Linked DNA regions of Mus musculus: all the other regions are linked to region 2. A link is a contact called in public promoter capture Hi-C data. All regions are on one chromosome and are shown on one strand. Each heading gives the region's core, a stretch centred on a gene start, on an enhancer-like site or on the middle of the called end of the contact. The rest is flanking DNA. Distances are from core to core; before and after follow the strand shown. Region 1 holds the start of Pdhb (pyruvate dehydrogenase (lipoamide) beta). Region 2 holds the start of Atxn7 (ataxin 7). Region 3 holds the start of Pxk (PX domain containing serine/threonine kinase).

Region 1 (2,700 bases), core at 34-2,533, 5.8 Mb after region 2:
GGATCTCTGTAAATTCAAGGCCAGCCTAGTCTACAGAGAGAGTTCCAAGACACCCAGGACTACACATAAAAACACTTCCTTGTGAGGAAAAACAAAAACCAAAACCACTTACATTAAAGTTTTTCAAGGCAGGAGAGGGGATTTGAAGTCCTTGTCCCAAACACAAGTTTATATAATTTTTGATAGAAAGACTCATATTGGGGCTGGTGAGATGGCTCAGTGGGTAAGAGCACCCGACTGCTCTTCCAAAGGTCCAGAGTTCAAATCCCAGCAACCACATGGTGGCTCATAACCATCCGTAACGAGATCTGATGCCCTCTTCTGGTATATCTGAAGACAGCTACAGTGTACTTACATATAATAATAAATAAATCTTAAAAAAAAAAAAAAAAAAAAAGAAAGACTCATATTTGATATATCTCACATGGTGACCACCTGATGGCAGCAATGAGGGAGGTTTGGAAGGAGGTGATCCCATACCTCAGTGTCCTTTTACAGTCGATGAGACTGAATGCAGAATATAAAGGCCACATCTAAGTATCTATTCTCAACTGTCTCTTGTCCTGCTAAAGCTATGTTTCAGGCTTCTCCAGTCCCGGTATGCCATCTAAATTCAGCAAGATCAGAACAACCTCCTCACCTCTTCTCGCCTGGATGGAGATAATACAAACAGAAACCACCTAAAAGCACTTATCAAGCACACATCACAGTACTTGGCACACAGTGGACGCTTAGTGCCTACATGAAAGCTATTGTTCACATTCAATTTACAGCGCCCTTCATATAATGGTAGGTTCACCCTCCACTGTTGTGTGTGCAAGATTCACACGTTGCTCAAAGTCCTTCAGTGCCCGCAAAGGGGTGGCTTTACGGTCCTAGCAGCCTCGGTCGGATCAGGCTGCACTGACTCAGTCCCAGCACGTGAGCAGTCAGCAGTCAAGTCTGAGTGTAGGGCGTGTTAGGTGCATGACAGCCTCTGCAAGCGGTCTGCAAAGTTATCTCCAGTGCACCGGGTCAGAGAGGAACAGCAGCCTCACGTCACCTCTGCTGGACCGCGACTCGCTAGGTGGGCGGGGCTCGCAGGCGTCGAAACTAGCCGTTGGCTACGCATGCAGAGGCGGGGCCCAGAGGGCGCGCTCTGCCAAAGCCTGGGGGCGGGGCCTATGAAATAGCGCCTTGCTATTGGCTTCCTCAGGAAGACGGGACTCTCAGTTACCATTCTATTGGCTTTGCCGAACAGAGGTGGGACGTAAAGGTGTCACGCCCTACTATTGGCTGCGTCAGACGGGCTCTGCGGCGCTTCTGTGTTGTCATTCGGCAGCTAGTAGAGGACACGGGCAAGATGGCGGTGGTGGCTGGTCTGGTGCGGGGACCCTTGCGGCAGGTAGGTAGCGGCCCCTAGCGCGTCCACTGTAGGCCCTGTGCCCTTTCTGAACCCTTTTTTCTCTCCCTTCCAGGCTTCCGGGCTGCTGAAGAGGCGTTTTCACCGCTCGGCGCCCGCAGCGGTGCAGGTAACCGGTCCCGACGTCGGGCAAGGCCGGGAGGGAGCCCTGGGGCCCGGGAGCAGGCCTGAGAGATCGGGGTCGTGTCTGCCCCAGGGCCAGGTGGCATCTTGGACCCTGACAGCGGCCGCGTCCTGCGGATGATTCGCGCTGCCTCTGTCCTCGCCCGGTGCCATTCATATTGGTAACCATCCCTTCGAGGCCGGTGGCAGTCGAACAGACAACCACCTGCTTTCCTGACTTTTAATCCCCACCCTGGAGTTGTGGTAAAATGTAGCTTTGAAATCTTATGTGTTCAAATGTGGCATCGAATGAATTCACGGTCTACACTGTCAACTTCCAGAACTTTACACGATAATAATTCACACTCTTTCGGCCGCTGTTGTATTGTACTTTTCTGGCTCTTTTTGAGTTCTTGTTTTAGAGCGTCATATAAGTTGAATCTTTTGTTCTTTTGTGTCTGGCTTATTTAAAAAGGTTCATCCACATTGTAGAATACATTCATCAGAATTTGTTCCTTTGGAACGTTGAATCATATCCTTTGTACGTTTTATTTATACATTCATTTAAGGGTGGTTTGTTTCTATCTTTTGAATTTGTTACGGTGCTGAGAACATTGGCTTGCAGATACATGCTTTTTTTGGCATATATATATCTAGAAGGATTTTATCAGTCTACATTACTGTAGTAGCATAGCAGCACCTGCATTGTGGATGTCAAGTGTTGTGCACTAGTGAACGCTTAATACTTAGTCGTAGTTAGTATCCATAGTTAGACCTTCCTTGCTAGTTCTCTAAGTCTTAGTACTTCAAGTGTATTGGTAAAACAGCCTGGCATGCTTCCTCCGTAGGAAACTGCCTGGGAGCTGGTTTAGCAATCGCTCAGTTTTCTTGCCCGTGCATATGAAGCAGTAGAGCAGAAGTGTTCTGTAAGCTTGTCACTGACGCCTAGTGAAGATTAGTTGGCATAAGTGGTACTTGTTACGTTCTATGTGTGTGAGCATGCACATTGTGGTCAATGTGCAGGGGATCCGTTTCCTCCTTCCGCCATGTAGGAAACTGGAGATGAAACTCAGCAGGCTTGGCCACCTTGCCTCCTCAGATTCTTGGAATGTGGGCTGCCTGCATGAGTGTTAAATTTATGTGTTATGTTGTGGGCAGTGTAGGTAAGTATAAGGAAGGGGGTTTCCATAGTCTCC
Region 2 (2,700 bases), core at 22-2,521:
CCTCTTCAGCAGAGACCTCAATGTGGCAAGCAGGGAAGGTGGGCTGAAGCAACAAGAAAACTTCCCCAAGGTTGGGTACAAACTCCACCAGGGGGGCTGGACTCACCTTCCCGGCAGAGCCCCATGACTTCGCGGTTTTTCCCAAACTCCTTGAAACTTTCATCCAATTCGGTCCCTAGGAGATATACACACACAGGAGGAGGGGAGAGGCAGGTCAGTGGCTAGGAGTGTGACGCACGCTCACGCACGCTCCGGGTAGGTGTGGGCACCCAGCAGAAGATAGCATCTCTGACCCCCGTGGGGGCGGCCACAGGACACGGCGCGGGGGAGGGGATCGGGGCCAGAGGAGGGGGGCGGGGGGGCGGGGGGAACCAGGAGGCGTGGACACTCACCATCCTTCCCAGGAAGTTTGGAAGCTTCCACCCACAGATTCCACGACTGTCCCAGCATCGCTTCGGGACTGGGCAAGGGCCTGCGCTCCCCAACCGTCGCCATGGCGGCGGCCGAGGTGGTGGTGTCCCCGGTGCCGCCGTCCTCCGCCCGTGGGCGCCGCAGCGGCGGGTGCTGCCGCTGGGGCTGCAGAGGCTGTGGCTGCTGCTGCTGCTGCCGGGCGGCCGCTGCTCCGCCCGCCGCGCGGCGCGGCTCCCCCCTGACGTCATCCGCGGCCCGCTCCGACATTCTTTCCGCTCCTACAATGTAACAAAAAGGGGGAAAAGAGTGGCGCGGGGGCCGCTTTTAAGGAGGCTCCGCGGAGTTCCGGCGGCGTGCGCGGCCCGCAGGCCCGCGGTGCTGTCAGCCCCCGGCCCCTGCCGCCGCCCGCCTCCCCGCCCGGGCGCAAAGTCCGCGGCGCCACCGGCTTTCGCTTTCGCCTCCCGCGGCCCTCGTAGGGCGCCGGCTGCGGCTGCCACTGCGGCGCTGGCCGCCCTGCCGGGCCCGGCTCGGGAGGCCAGCGCCCGGAGCCGAACTGCCGCGACCTCAGGCCTGCCTGCGCCCCGGCCCGCGGCTGCCCACCCTGCGGGCGCTCGCATCCCGGCCCAGCCGGCAGCCCCGCTCCTTCCTTCCGTCCGCGCGTCCGTCCGAGCGGCGGCGCCCGGCCGGCTCCCTTAAGCGGAGGCGCCTCCTGTCGCCTCCTCCCCCTCGCCGGTCCCTCCCTCTCTGCTCGCTCCGGCGAAGTTTGCACGTCAAGCCCCCGGAGTGGAGCCAGGGCGAAGTCGGAAACGCAGCCACCTATGGAAGAGCCTGCCGGTCGGCCCCGGCGCAGTAACGAAAGCGTCGCCCAGGCCCTCCCTCCGGAGCCCCGGGCACCAGCAATTCGCTCTGGGCTCGCGGGAGGCTGCACAGTAGCTGGAGCATGAATGGGAAGCAGCCACTGTGCGGACGCCCAGAAACCAAAGCTGCCAGTGGCAGGTGTGAAAATGCCGCCCAGGTGTTAGCCCAGGCGTCCGCATCGAGCCCCTGCTGCTTGGCCAGCCAGGAACGTGCACTTGAGTGCCCACAACTGAAGGTCACACTGTGTCCTGCGAACTTGAATTTCTTCTCCAGCAAGAAGGAAGCTACAAAATCAGTGTATCACTTTAAAGTTGGGTTGTTAGTCTCTCACTATTTATGGCTGTCTTTCCTAGAATCCGATGAGACCCCCATGGCTTAAGGAATATACCAGACGTTCGTCAGATTTGGATCACAAATTAATAAGCACTAGCACATACAGTCACCCCCTCCCCGACCATCAAACAAGTAAAGCACAGGAGTGGACCACCACAGGGTGCCTTTAGTTCCTATTAAGCTGTTATCTCATTTCAGTAAAGCAGCATCTTTTTAGCCTGCTCAGAGCCTCAGGCTTACAGGTGCCTTCTGGGACTGTATGAAGAGGTGAGCTTTCTCGACTTGCTGCTATTATCTGTTGGCTTTGGGGGGGGGGGCAAATATTTAGTAAGACAGATGTGACCAACATCTCTGTTGAAGTACAAAAAACCTTTCAAATGTTAAAATGAACGCAAAAGTGCATATGAAAATGTTTCCATAATATATTAAAGCCAGGACTTGGAGAAGGGGTTTGACATAGGTGCAAGTTTAAAAGCTTGAGCTGGGTGTGGTATGCACCCAGAGTCCCCAGTGTTTGGGAGGCTGAAGCAAGTGTGCAGCATCGTAATACAGGTGAGACTGAGAAACACAGTAAGAGCTTGTCTTAAATAAATAAAGCAGAAACACAATTTCTGTGAGACACATTTAGAAATGTGTCTATAGGGTCCCCCCCCCCCACTGGATTGCACACCAAGAAATCCAAAAAGGAATCTGCTGAGTGTTTATCAAAGGACAGTTGCTTTTTGAACACTCAGGCTATACACCTACATACAGATTCAACTAACTGAAGTTTGGAATATATTTTCCTTAATTTAAAAACTGAGCCTGGCATGGTGGCACACATCTTTAATCCCAGCACTTGGGAGGCAGAGGCAGGCGGATTTCTGAGTTCAAGGCCAGCCTGGTCTACAGAGTGAGTTCCAGGACATCCAGGGCTATACAGAGAAACCCTGTCTCGAAAAACCCAAAAAATTAAATAAATAAATAAATAAATAAATAAATAAAAATAAATAAATACTGTATCCATGCAGGGCAGTTACATATTTTTTAAAATTTATCTAAATACAATGTAACAACTATTTACATAGAATCTACATTTTATGTAAGTACTGTAAGTAA
Region 3 (2,700 bases), core at 200-2,699, 5.9 Mb after region 2:
AACAGGAAACGGGGCACAGTGAGGTTGCAATCCATTCACTGATCTGTTCAATCGACACATATGAGATGCTATCAGACAGAGACCCTCCTGTCAAAGCTTGGAAGAGAGGAAATTACAGAACCATCCTGGTGTCCATACTGCCTAGGGTAATAGCTACGCAGGAAGGAAGGCTTTCTAGAGGAAGTGGTCTCTGAGCATCCATCTCTTTAGTATTAAATAGACCTAAAACACCCTATGAGGTTATAAGACTTACTTGCCAGTAATCCAGTCAAAAAACATAATTTGAAAGAATTATTATTACCTTCCATAAACATGGCCTTAAATACTCACTTTGCAACAAATTACAAGCGCAACAAACTCATAGATTTTTGGTGCCTTTCATAAGTTTCTACAATAGGACTTAGGATGTTACCTACCATTGGGAGAAAAAGTGCATTTTTTAAAAAAAGACAGTCATTTCTCTAAGTGAGAATAAATGCTTTCAACAATCCTGACCTACAAAGCAAGGCTGTCGGAGAGGTAACAGGGCTCTAAAAAGTCCTGCTTTAATACATCAGAATGAAAGATCTCTTTGACTAGCGAAGAATTTGAACATACACACACAGAAACAGAGATAAACACACAGGGAACGTCAGAAACAAGAGACAGAGACAGCGAGATGGAAAAAGAGACGGCGAGACAAAGAGACAGAGACACAGAAGGCTTTTGTGGGGCTTTAGCCTCCAGATGATGAACCCCCAAACACTGCTTGATAAACAAGACTCTGGGCTGGAATCTGATTTGCTGGCCTGACAAAACATTACAATCTCAGGAATCCCAATCCCACCCCCACCCCATTCATCATTTCCTCGATCAAGTCCTAGAGGCTACAAGCTCCCCGGTTTTTACTGGTTCCTAGGGTTTACTGCTTGTAAATTACAAGACATAGAGCACCTTTCCAAAAGGAAAAAGGGGGGGAAGTACCGGCAAATGAAAGCAAGCGTGGCTTTAAAGCCCCATAAAAGACTGCATGTGGCAGAAATGAACTCGCCTGTGCGTACTACGAGCACCGAGGGCTCCCCTAAGCCACTCCAGGGGGTCTGGGATGCGCGGGCACGCCGCCCCGGCCGCGGCCCGGCAGGAGGGAGGCAGCGGGCTCACACACCTGCCCGGCTCCGGTGCCCGCGCCCTGCCGCGCCGCGCCGCCGTCCGGCCTTCGCCCGGCCCCCGCCCTCGGCCCCGGCCTCCCGCCCCAGCCGCGCACCGTGTGCGACTGCAGACTCTGGCTCGCCTCGACGGCCGCTGTCAGCGGCACCGTGTCGTCCAGCAGCACCTTGCCAGCCGGCGGCTTCTCCATGAAGGCCATCCCGGGCCGCCGCCGCCGCTGCCTCTGAAGCCGGGGCAGGAACCGGAGGCGCCGAGCCCCGCCACCCGCCGCGTCCCGCCGCCGCTGCTGTCAACGCGCACCGCCCCGCGCCCCGCGCGCCGCCGCCGCCCGCGGGTCCTAGCGCCGGTCGTCTCTGCCTGCCGGCTGTCAACACCAGTCTGCCCGACCTCGCTGGGTCCTAGCGCCGTTCTTCACGGCAGGGTAGGTGACTGCTATCGTCGTCCCATGGTTGCAGTCAGAGGCATTATGTCCCTTGCTCTCTTGGCGCCTCCTCGCCCCCGCAGCGTATACTCAGTACTGTGAGCTCCTGGCCTCGGGCGAGGAGCACAAAACTAAACCATTACCACCACATCTCGCACTGCTTCTCTGGACTCTAACAGAACTGAGCTTTTCAGATGAACCGTTCAGAAACTCAGGCTGGTAGATTTGAGACCCTACTGCTCCTAATCACACTTTCCTGCCCAAGGACCTTAGGACTCAGGATATAACAAAAAACAACTTCAGGGTGGCTTCTCAGTCTGAGTTTATAGACCAAACTTTGTAAACCAAATCTGGATTCATGTTTTAAACCTGGATCTTCAGGAGAACCTAGGTGCCACACTCTCATAACTGGATCCCACGGGGTTTAGTTCCTAATCTTTAAACAATAAGCTTTAAGACAGAGGTGGAAAAATAAAATAAAATAACTGATGCAAAGATTTCCCTGCTTGTATGCTTGGTCCTAGCTCACAGTTGAGCTTTAAAGTCTTTGAAACCAAAGAACACTCAGATCTCTTAGACGGTGAGAATATTTGGTCGGTCCTAGAACAGGCTCCAAGAACCTCAAACTCAGAACTATCAAACTTGATGATCAACTTGTCAGTACCAAATCTACCCTGCTCACCTTAACCCAAGACCACAGCCTTCCAGGATAATAATGAAATTAAACTTAGATCAGATGACTAGGACCCTGTTGAGGGTCTGTGTGATCTTGAATAAGTCTCTCTCTCTCTTTCTCACACACACACACACACCACACACACCCTGAGACCTCACTCTTCCATTGGCAAAACTAAGTAAATGCCATGTAGAATGTGTAATAGGAATGCAATTGGACAGGAAGGAACTTTGCACATATTTAAAATCTCAAACAATATGCATTCCATCCTGACAATTCACAGAACAGAGATTTATTTCTGCTTGTTTCCACTGAATTTCTATTATTTTATTCATAGAAACCAAGCTTCTTTGTGCATCCATCACCACTGCGATGACATCATAGCAAAGGTCTAGATTGCTCTTGACGGTTATTCTCTTCAGAGTTCAGGCTTAGAGATTGCTGGGCAACCCCAAGG

Evidence for each region. Promoter capture Hi-C pulls out the DNA fragments that hold promoters and counts their contacts.
Region 1: a promoter capture Hi-C map of pre-B cells shows a contact between it and region 2. The contact joins the promoter of Pdhb here to the promoter of Atxn7 in region 2. A contact is called at or near these places in 3 of 39 promoter capture datasets (the HPC-7 cell line, cranial neural crest and pre-B cells).
Region 3: a contact with region 2 is called in a promoter capture Hi-C map of pre-B cells. The contact joins the promoter of Pxk here to the promoter of Atxn7 in region 2. A contact is called at or near these places in 3 of 39 promoter capture datasets (the HPC-7 cell line, cranial neural crest and pre-B cells).

The regions. Positions count from the first base shown.
Region 1 is chr14:8,171,575-8,174,274 of GRCm38.p6, reverse strand. Pdhb (pyruvate dehydrogenase (lipoamide) beta) reads left to right here and starts at 1,283. Exons shown (of 10, transcript NM_024221.3): 1 at 1,283-1,384; 2 at 1,458-1,511. The coding sequence starts at 1,343.
Region 2 is chr14:14,011,062-14,013,761 of GRCm38.p6, reverse strand. Atxn7 (ataxin 7) reads right to left here and starts at 1,271. Exons shown (of 12, transcript NM_139227.4): 1 at 1,012-1,271; 2 at 393-689; 3 at 107-175. The coding sequence starts at 678.
Region 3 is chr14:8,096,960-8,099,659 of GRCm38.p6, reverse strand. Pxk (PX domain containing serine/threonine kinase) reads right to left here and starts at 1,449. Exons shown (of 18, transcript NM_145458.4): 1 at 1,244-1,449. The coding sequence starts at 1,345.